Regions from separate parts of the Gossypium hirsutum genome. Here regions 2 and 3 are each linked to region 1. A link is a contact called in public Hi-C data. All regions are on one chromosome and are shown on one strand. The core of a region is the stretch at or near the end of the contact, and the rest is flanking DNA. Distances in the headings are between cores, read along the strand shown. Region 1 holds the start of LOC107949559 (CTP synthase). Region 2 has its middle 19 kb from the start of LOC107949571. Region 3 has its middle 7.5 kb from the start of LOC107949578.

Evidence for each region. A called contact is a pair of places that touch in the nucleus more often than the background predicts.
Region 2: a contact with region 1 is called in a Hi-C map of leaf, with 2.3 times the contacts expected there. The contact joins the enhancer-like site here to the promoter of LOC107949559 in region 1. A contact is called at or near these places in 14 of 34 Hi-C or Micro-C datasets (anther, fibers, hypocotyl and 3 more).
Region 3: a contact with region 1 is called in a Hi-C map of leaf, with 1.6 times the contacts expected there. The contact joins the enhancer-like site here to the promoter of LOC107949559 in region 1. A contact is called at or near these places in 4 of 34 Hi-C or Micro-C datasets (anther, leaf and seedling).

The regions. Positions count from the first base shown.
Region 1 is chrA08:5,359,938-5,363,284 of Gossypium_hirsutum_v2.1, forward strand. It overlaps LOC107949559 (CTP synthase), which reads left to right and starts at 1,317. Exons shown (of 22, transcript XM_016884265.2): 1 at 1,317-1,702; 2 at 2,029-2,108; 3 at 2,242-2,328; 4 at 2,430-2,480; 5 at 2,583-2,700; 6 at 2,836-2,892. The coding sequence starts at 1,585.
Region 2 is chrA08:5,505,805-5,509,252 of Gossypium_hirsutum_v2.1, forward strand. No RefSeq gene overlaps it. Among protein-coding and RNA genes, the nearest start is that of LOC107949571, 19 kb to the left of the region's middle. Within about 2 kb of position 2,192, at least 4 of the 9 cell types and tissues checked have an H3K27ac peak or open chromatin away from gene starts, as enhancers often do. A contact at or near this core is called in fibers and leaf, where this site is marked.
Region 3 is chrA08:5,532,128-5,535,506 of Gossypium_hirsutum_v2.1, forward strand. It overlaps the pseudogene LOC107949575. Among protein-coding and RNA genes, the nearest start is that of LOC107949578, 7.5 kb to the right of the region's middle. Within about 2 kb of position 1,629, at least 7 of the 9 cell types and tissues checked have an H3K27ac peak or open chromatin away from gene starts, as enhancers often do. A contact at or near this core is called in leaf, where this site is marked.

The sequences.
Region 1 (3,347 bases), core at 67-2,566:
TATTATAAATTATAATTAGATTGTATCCTTTTTCATATATTTTTTTTAAATTTAAACTTTTGCAGAAAACTTTATCATTTTATTGCTTAATAATTTAATATATTATAACCAATGTGCAATTTCTTAATTACTTTTTATTTATGCCAATTTAAAGGTTTTTAAAAATTTATTTTATTTATAATTAGATTATGTCAGATTCTTGATATAGATGAAAGAAAATAAAAATTATATTCATCAAAAGTTTATGTAATAACTAAATGAAGTTTTAATTGAAATAAAAAAAAGTTAAATGTATAAATACTATGAGATGTTAAGTTCAAATTTCGTTTAATTTTTTATTAATTTTATATAAAAATATAATTTAACAACATTTTCGTAATAATATAATTTATTTTGTAAAAAAAATAGACTTTTAATCATTTTCCAATCGAAATAAAATTCAATTGATGGTATCGAAATAAAATTCAATTGATGGTCATAATAACTCATTAGTTAATCATTTAAAAATAGTAAAAATAAGATAATTACATATTAATTAAAATAGTTAGTCTTTCAAAAAAATATTTAAAAAGATATATTAAATAATATGTCAACCGACTTCCGATTTGATTAAAAAATATAAAAATATCCTTCTATGTATAAATAAATTATATTATTGTGAGAGTATTTTTGTTTTTTTATATGTTTAATAAAACCAATAAAAAAATTGTACATGATGAAACTTGAAATCCAACCACATTATTTGCATATTTATATTTATTCCTGATTGAGTTAGTGTCACAGGTTAATTAATCACCAACTCGATTAAGGAAATAACGAAAATACCATTATAAATATAAACAATTTATATTAGAACAATGGTACTTTTGTCTTTCTATATTTTTAATAAAATTAATAAAAAAATTTATATATGATGAATTTTGAGTCCATATCATCTGTATCAATGAAATCTTATATTTGTATTTTATTTTAAAATACACAACTAAATTACATTTGTATATTATTTTTATGTACACATATGAATTCTAAATATCACGTATCACAATTATATTTATATTATTAATAAAAATGTCATTTATCTATAGTATTAATAAAATTTCTGATTGAGTTGGTGTCACAGGTTAATCAAATATCAATTCGATTAAAAAATTATAAAAAATTTCTTCTGTAATTAAGATAAATCATATTATTTGAAAATATTTTAAGGATCTATTTTTTTAATAATTTTTAAAGTAAAATTTCATTATGTTAATTTTAAGTAGATAGGTATGTTGGATAAATGTAGTTTGTATAGACATACCCCGTAATAGAATTTTAATGAGAAAAATTTCAATGTCAGCTGGTGAAATTCACTGTATATCCAAAACCAACCTTGTACTAAAGCAGTGCGGTACCCTAAAAAGGTTTCGGTTATTCATGCTTTCAAAGACCCATTTGTTTATTTAAAAGGCTGAAAAACCTGGAAAGCGACTTCCAGTAAAGGTCGTTTACGCTTCTTCTTCTTCATCTTCAAACAATCAAACACTTTGCCTGCAATACAATTCACCATCACCTTAATCCACTGTTTCTTCAAAGAAAACTGAAATGAAGTACGTTTTGATTACTGGAGGAGTCGTAAGTGGACTTGGCAAGGGCGTCACCGCCAGTAGCATAGGCGTTGGTCTTCAAGCCTGTGGCCTTCGTGTTACTTCCATTAAAATTGGTTTCTTTCCTCCTTACAATCCCTTTTTTTCCATAATCTTTTTTTCTCTTATTTTCGGTTATTTATTTAATTTTTTGTATGGGTTCAGGCTTCTGGGCTTGTTTCTGGGTTTTGTTTTTCTCGACCAACAGTTCACATTTTTAGTGCATTTGTTTGGGAAGCTTTTATATATTCTGCACTCTTTTTCACTGTTTATTATTGCTATTGCTTGCTCTATGGTTCCTTAACTTTTTCTTTCTGGGTTTATTTTATATTTTTAATTTGAGAACCCTCCTGATTATGCTTACTTTAATCTGTTCGTTAACCTTCATCTTTGTATCTTGCAGATCCTTATCTCAACACGGATGCTGGAACCATGTCGCCTTTTGAACATGGGGAGGTTTTTGTTCTTGATGATGGTGGAGAGGTTTTGCTATCCCCTTTCTTTTGTCTCTAGCATGAAGTATTTTGTACTTATAGTATTTGCCAAAAAAAGAGAAAAAAGTGACCTCACTGCAGTATAATATTGACTAAATTGGTTTATGTTAATGTTTTAAAAGGTCGATTTGGATTTGGGTAATTATGAGCGTTTCCTAGATGTCACCCTTACTAAAGACAACAACGTTACTACTGGAAAGATTTATCAGGTATTTCTGTTTATTCAGGGTAGATGCTAATATATTTGTTCAGTCTTCACTGGAGTTATATTAGTGGGTGAAAATTAATAATCTGTTGCATTTCGTACCAGTCTGTCCTTGATAAGGAACGAAAAGGTGATTATCTCGGAAAGACCGTTCAGGTGACTTTTGTTATTACCGATCATCTATCTACTTTTGTATGCATGAAGAAAGTAACAAATAACAATAAGTTCATGTCCTTTTCACTTTTGTGTGGATCCCAGGTTGTTCCACACATCACAGATGCTATTAAGGATAGGATCGAGGCAGTTGCTCTTATTCCTGTGGATGGAAAAGAGGGTCCTGCTGATGTCTGTGTGATAGAGTTGGGAGGCACTGTTGGTATGAATTATGCTAAAAAAAGAAGCTTGACGTGTCAAGAATTCCCCTTTTTTTTTATTCTTTCTTTCTTGCTTTTCTTTTTGTGGGGTGAGAAATGCTTTATTCTTTTTTATTTGTATGGGGGTGTTTCTTCAGGTGACATTGAATCAATGCCATTCATTGAGGCTTTACGACAGTTGTCCTTTTCAGTTGGTAAGTCTGCAGTATTTTCTGTTTATTTAGGAATGTAATAATACTTTGTCGCTTTGTTTGTTTATCAATCATTTTGTTCCAACTTGATAATTAGCCTTGTCATGTGGTGTCCAGTGCTTATTTAGATTGACACATATATGGTGACCTTTCAGATCCACATGTAGTCACAGACCAGAAAGTTGTGCTATAGGAACCTGGATTCATAAGGAATGTGTCGGCCTTTTTTTTGCTGGGCCGGGGGGGGGGGGTTAATATAATTTGATTATGTAGTGCTGCAATTTTGCAACTTCTGCATTATTCAAATGTACCAGGCTATGCTGGTCAATAGGTTAAATACTTTGGACATGCATTTGCGGTGGTGTTTGTACGCACACATTCAATTTGATAAATGAGAAGTTACAGTTATTCAGGTTTCTAAATGTCTGGTAGCCATTCCCATTCTGTTAAACCTCAAT
Region 2 (3,448 bases), core at 942-3,441, 150 kb after region 1:
CCTATTATTATTAACTCCGAATTCGAGTAAGAATAGGAAACCTCATCGCTCAACTGTAGTTCCAAAAATTTCTGTCGTCCAAGCTAACAAGATTCTAATGGTTTTAGGGATCGACAATTCGTAGCATAGTATGGAGTATGTACGAAGTAATCCTCGAATTCCTAAAACTACAAGTGGATTATAATAAACGGTATCAACTACCACGTGAAATATTATTATTTGTAGTCAGAGGCTCATAGGTTTCCAATTCTTAGTCGAAATCGGAGTCCATTCCACTTATAATCTATAATCATTTATGGGAGCATATTTGATGCACCGCTAGTTTATAAAACCCATGCACCATCAATCAAAAACGTGAGTTCAAACTTTGGAGAAAATATTGTTGGGAAGGATAGCCCCGAACGTGGATTGAAAAACGGAAATGAAGAATACCAAAATGAAATTATTTAATTTTTAAATATTTTTATTTAAAAATTATAATTTTATTTAAGTTTCATATATTAATAATCTGTTTATGTTGATTTGATTGTGTTTGTGTATCCATATCATACCAGATCAAATAAGATAAAACAACAGCCAAACAAGCCAAAATAGAACGCAACAACAGAATAAAAAAAGTTAACAATAAGCTCTAAATCTGCATTAGCCAAGTCAACCGCTATTCCAATTTTACCATGATAAGTGACATCAGATTGACACTCATCCTCTTGCCACAGCATCCTTCAAAAATCACAAACAACTCCCCTTCAGAATCAGATCAAACTTCACTGCAACCATTATAATTGCCATTAGAATCGTCCTTTCCAGGACCTCCTCTGTACCACCATCCAGAAAAAAAAACCGAAACCCTCCCCTTAACTTCCCACCACCCTCCTCCACAAGCCATAAACACACTCCAATCAGCCCCTGCTATATTGAATTGAAACCAACCCAAGAAGAAATATCCTAAACAATACACGAGTCCACATCGATCCTCCACCCACACAACAAATCACCGGCCAACTCCACCTCAATCATCGTCAGCAAATCCACAAATATTGAACATAAAACATCCAAGAAAAAAGACCAAGGAAAATGATCTTCAACTTTGAAATAACTAAGACAATCCACCACCCATTCAGACAAAATCACCGAAAAAGTCTCCAGCAAAACAAAAACACCATCATATCAAGCATTATACATATAAAAATAACCCACTTTACAACATTAAAACCCCTTTTTCTTTTAAATTTTCACACATCTCCTCTTTATAATTTTGCCAAACAAAAAAATTCTTATGAATCCCACAACAAGATAACACTTACCATTCCATGAAACATCCCAAAGCAGCGTTGACAAATCAATCCCTAACACTCTTCTTGACAGCTCTGAAACTTCCAAATTACTGTACAATCATCCATTACATTTACCAGATATACTCTCCATTCAATCGACATTACATAAAATTTACAGTCTTGAACCTCCTTTGATGCACATAAAAACCAAATATCCCCTAAATCACCTTCCTTAACACACCCCAAATACTGAACGATTTTACTACTTCCGATTTTACCTCTGTAGCCAGATCACCTGTCTTGCAGAGGCTTCAAAAACAATGTTACTGAAGCTCCGCTCTCATAATTTCTTTGATGACATCTTCTTCATCACCTTGCACACTAAACCCCAATTTCTTTCCAATTGCCCAAGTATTATTCGCTTCCCTAAGAAGCACCCTCATTCTATTACTTAAATCCGAATCTGACAGGGATAAATTTACAACCCTCTCATTATCCTTACGATACTCCCTTCCTTTTTCCTTATTCAAGGCTCTGTCTCTCTTCTTTCTCTCCTTGGACGTTAAGAAACTGTTTTGAATTTCATGCATTGACCGTATCTTCTTGTTCAAACCTTTTTTTTTTCCTGCGAAGAATTATCTGGTTCAGTTCTTCTTCTAATTCCAAGTTTGACTTCCGAAATTCACCTCTAACTGTTTCATTTTCCTGACTGTTCATGATACCTTCCACTGGACTTATATTTTCTACTAATTTAGAAATTCCAACTTTCCTACAGCCTACTCCCAAGTTCGAACCGTTAGCAACTCCTCCAGCTTTTGGGTCTTCTAAAGTATCCTTTACAATATCCAGGCCCATATCCCTTACATCCTTCAAAGCCTTTTCCAATCCTTTATCTGCTTCAACTGCTGTTCCCTTTTTCAATTCCTTGGAAACATGCTCTGACTTAGACTCATTGATTACCAATTCCAATGTTTGCTGACATTCATTAATATTGTTCCCGTTTTCGGTATTGGTATCCATTAATTCTCCAGAATTGACGTTTTCTCTTCCCTCCAAATGACCTTTTGTATTGGCTTTTATCATTTATTTTATTTTAAGTTCGTGTTGTATCTAATTTTTCATTTTCGATTGCAAGTGCGTCTTAAATAATTCCATATATCTCGATTTATTCCATTTTTTTGCATTTGTTAGTGATAAACTTTAAAAAAATATATCTATGATTGCATTTGGTTCATGCTATGTGTCAATTAATCTCATATATGTTGTATATTTTATCATAGTGATTTAATTTTGCATATTTTTATTTTGTTTAATGTATTATTTCTGTGTTTTCATGTCATTTTTCATAAAATACATTTTAATTATTTTTTTCATATTGTGTTTATATTGTGTATTAGTTCATCTCATATTTTTCTTTATTAATTTGTTTGATTTCATAAAATACAAATTAGTTAATTTGTTATAATGATTCAATTTTAACATAAAATTTATTTATTTAACAAATGAACTATTGAAATTATCACTTAACAATATTAATAAGAACATGGTCCAACTTGAAGACTCATATATATATATATTTTTACACTTAAATTTGGATACTAAATACTCGGTACCTCCATTTTTTCCGATTGAACCATTACCTCATTAATTAATTGATATAATGATTCCATTTATTAATAATGCAAGACTCGCTTCAATTTTAAAAAGTTATGTAAGAAACAAATGAAAGAACGAAAAGTTTTTTTAAGAAAAACGGAATGAAAAGTTGATATCTAAGCCTAATTCGTTGGCATCTCGAACCGGCAAAGAGGACAATAATGGCTCAGCTTCAGCCACTTTTCGATGCAATCCCCATGAAAAGTATGAGAACAAGGCATCCGAGAAGCATAAAACCCAACCTCCAGCTCCTCCAAGCATATCATGCAATCTTCTTCTTCTCCATCTTCTACTCTAACCATCCTTACCATCTCCTTAACCAATGACTCTTTAGCCGGAACCATACCATGGTTACTGCTTTCAAACCCCAATACCGATTCAGCCAAAGCTCTTCCCATCGAACCCCGTCACTGTGAACATAATCGTTTTCCACAACGGAAGCATGTATCACTGATCGTAAGGGCAAGACTTCCCGATATCCTATGCTACGAATTCCACGTACAAAAATATCATCAATG
Region 3 (3,379 bases), core at 379-2,878, 170 kb after region 1:
CAATTGCTCAAGCATAAGATCAATGAAAAACCGGTCCATTGGTGGTTTCCAGTACATCCTAGAATGACTAAACAGTGGGTTTGTTGTTGCATTTGGCGTCACCTCCGTTGTGTCCTCCACTTCTTGGGGCAAAGAGATACAATCATCACCCACACCAATTTCATGAACAGCCTCCACAGTTCCTTTATTGCCACATTCTGGTTGAGCAGCTGATCCTGTTATATCATCACCCGAGTGTGATAATGTCTTGGGCAAATTAAAGCCTGGTATCATATTATATCAGCAACATATAAAACCTTCTAACAATGAGATACACCAGACTCATGTTACCTGTACGCTTCTGTTCCTAAAATATCCATGTTTAATGCCTGTGTCCGACAAATATTTGTATATAGATATGGTATATGATCCTCCACATATATGGAAAAGCTTAGAAAATAGAGCATACTCGTGTTATATACGTATTCATATCCAAGACTCAACCCTGAGTACGGGTAACAAAGCCCTAGACAAAGAATTAGTAGTATGAAGGATAGAACTTTTACCCTTTATACCAACTATCCTATCTCGATACAGAAAACAAAAATCATTAATGAAAAAACTTATAAAAGGTCAATGCATATCCGTATCTGAAACTCACTCTAAGTTCAAAACCGGACACGGCGTTAGTCGTGTCAAGGACAAAATTATAACCCTTTTTCCAAATTACCCTATCTCCATAAATAAACACAAAGATCATTCATGAAAAAACTTAGAACAAATTCATGCGAACTAGTCCAGAGTCCGGACATATTCATTTTCAAACCCAACACTCAAAGTGGACCACCAAACTTAAGACCTAGTAGTATCAATTATTGAATCATTACCTGTTTTCCTAGCTGAATTATCTCCATATATAATACCCAGATCATCGTAGTAAGGAATAGTTTTAACTCTGTAAGGACGTACATCTGGGTTTACCTGTAAATAAGCAAACCCGTAAGATCCTGCAATGCAAAAAACCCTCAAAATCATCAAATAAGTAAAGCATTGAACCTTGATATATTCATCCCAGATTTTGTTCTCGGCGATCACCATTTGTCGAGTCGAATCCCAGTTAAAACCCTTCTGATTCAACAGATTCTTAACAGCTTTGTACAGATTCCTCAGTACTTTGTACCGGTTTTTCAGCACATCCATCTCGTATTCGAACTTGAACCTCTCGTTGAACGATGAATTCATGTTCATCCATGCCGTTTTGCTGAAAACATAATCATAGAACGTAATACGTTCATTGTTTTGCTCCAACATGAGATCGATGAAATATCGGTCCATCTCGGGTGTCCATTTCGTCCTTGATCGATCCAAATTGCTCTTGGCACGGATACCCATTCTTGAACAACTTAAAAGGACAAGGCATTATCAGAATTGAAAGGCAAGAATTATGAATCAATGTAAACATTTGGGCATGAAATAAAAAATAAAAATAAAAACGACCCATAAAAGAAAAAGGAGAAGAAGAGAGAGAATGGGTTTAGTTGAGTGAAAAATGTATACCTTGGATTCGAACATGGGAAAATAGAGGGGCAAGAACCTGAGTTTTCTGCAAGTGTAAGGGTAAGGTTTTCCTGGATAGTGCTCCGAATGCTTGGCGGCTGGAATTAGATAATAGACATGAGGAGTGGAGTATCCGTGATTTGGAGTTATCCCACTTCTGAAGGATAAGAACGTTGATAATTTTTCATAGATTAGTTACAGCCAAAATTACAATTGTTCTTTTACAAGCTTAGGCAAAAGGTTTGATTGTTTCACTCAAAATAGATTTTGAAAAATATTTTAATTTTTTATAAAAATTAATATTATTTATTGTTTAGATAAATTTATGGAAAATATTTTATGTTATTTTGACAGATTTTTTGAAAATATTTCATAAAAATTATTTTCAATGAAACAAACATGCATTTAAGATTTATGATAAAGAGTTTAAAAGAAGTAGTAAATTGATTACAAAGTAATGTTAAGGTGAAATTATAGTAAATAATGAATCTTCATGATGTTAAGGATTAAATTGTAAACTTTATAAAATTTATAATTGAAACAAGTAAAGCGATATGCATGAAAAATTGTCATGTGAAATAATATAATGAATTATTTGATTAAAGTGCTTATATGGTGAAAAATAAATTCCATCGAAATAAGGACTAAATTGAAAATTGTAAAAAAAATTTAAGTGTGAAACAATTCAATATGTGAATATGGAAATTATGATTAAAGCTTATTGAATGTGTTATGAGATGATGAAATATGCATAAAGTATTGTAAAAATGAGTTGTGGAAAAATATGAAATTTTTATGATAACAATGACTAAATTGTTAAACTTGAGAAAATATGGGGGTGAAATAATAGAAGTAGAATACATAGAAATTTGATATGTGAAATAAGATATTGAGATAAATTATGTGATTAAAGTGTAATAAGAAAGAAAATTGGTTTAATATGATTAATTAGTGAATAATAAATTCTTATGGTAAAAATGGACTAAATTGAAAAGTTATGAAAGTTTATAAGAAAATATTTGATAAGTGAAGAATGTAGTAGAGAATGTAACATTTCGGTGTTTTGATCCGATGTTCGGGTCAGACATGGGGGTGTTGGCTAAATTAACCATTTATGCCCCCCACAAGAAAGTTTATTAGCCAAATAGGTCGTATTTTTGAAATTTTAGAGAAATAGATCGATTTTAACGAGAATGTGTGAAAGCCTGTTTAGCTGAGCCCTTTATGTATAGGTGGCAGGAAAGTGCACCCAACCCGACACACTTTCTGTTTAAATAACATTTTTTTACTTTTTAAATATAATTAATATTTTTGGTTAGATGTTTAAATGTTAATAGTTCGATTCTTTTCTTTTCCCACTCACATTTGTATTTTTTATTTCATTTTTTTAAGCTTTTGATTATTTTTAATTAATGTTTTTAACATATTAGCTCTTGTAAGTTCAATTTCTCATCTTCTAAACATATTTGTAATTATTTTTAATTAATAAATATATTATTTTCAATTTTCAATTTTATATTTTGAATTCATCTTTTTAATTAATATATTTTTTATTCATAAAATCAAATAATTATTACAAATATCATTAGTTTTAGTAAATATAATTTTTATATGTGTAATATTTATTTTTCAATACATATCATGAGTGTAAATTTTAATATTATATATTTTTGTATGTATATTTAAAATATTTAAAATAAAAAATAAGAAAAACATAAAATCTTTAATCACCAAACACTTCTATAGTAGTTACTATACGTCACATTCCAATACGCCAGAAAATTGTAAGTGGCAGATTATACTACGCTAATCAAATAACTTTACAGCTTTACGCCTTAAACTC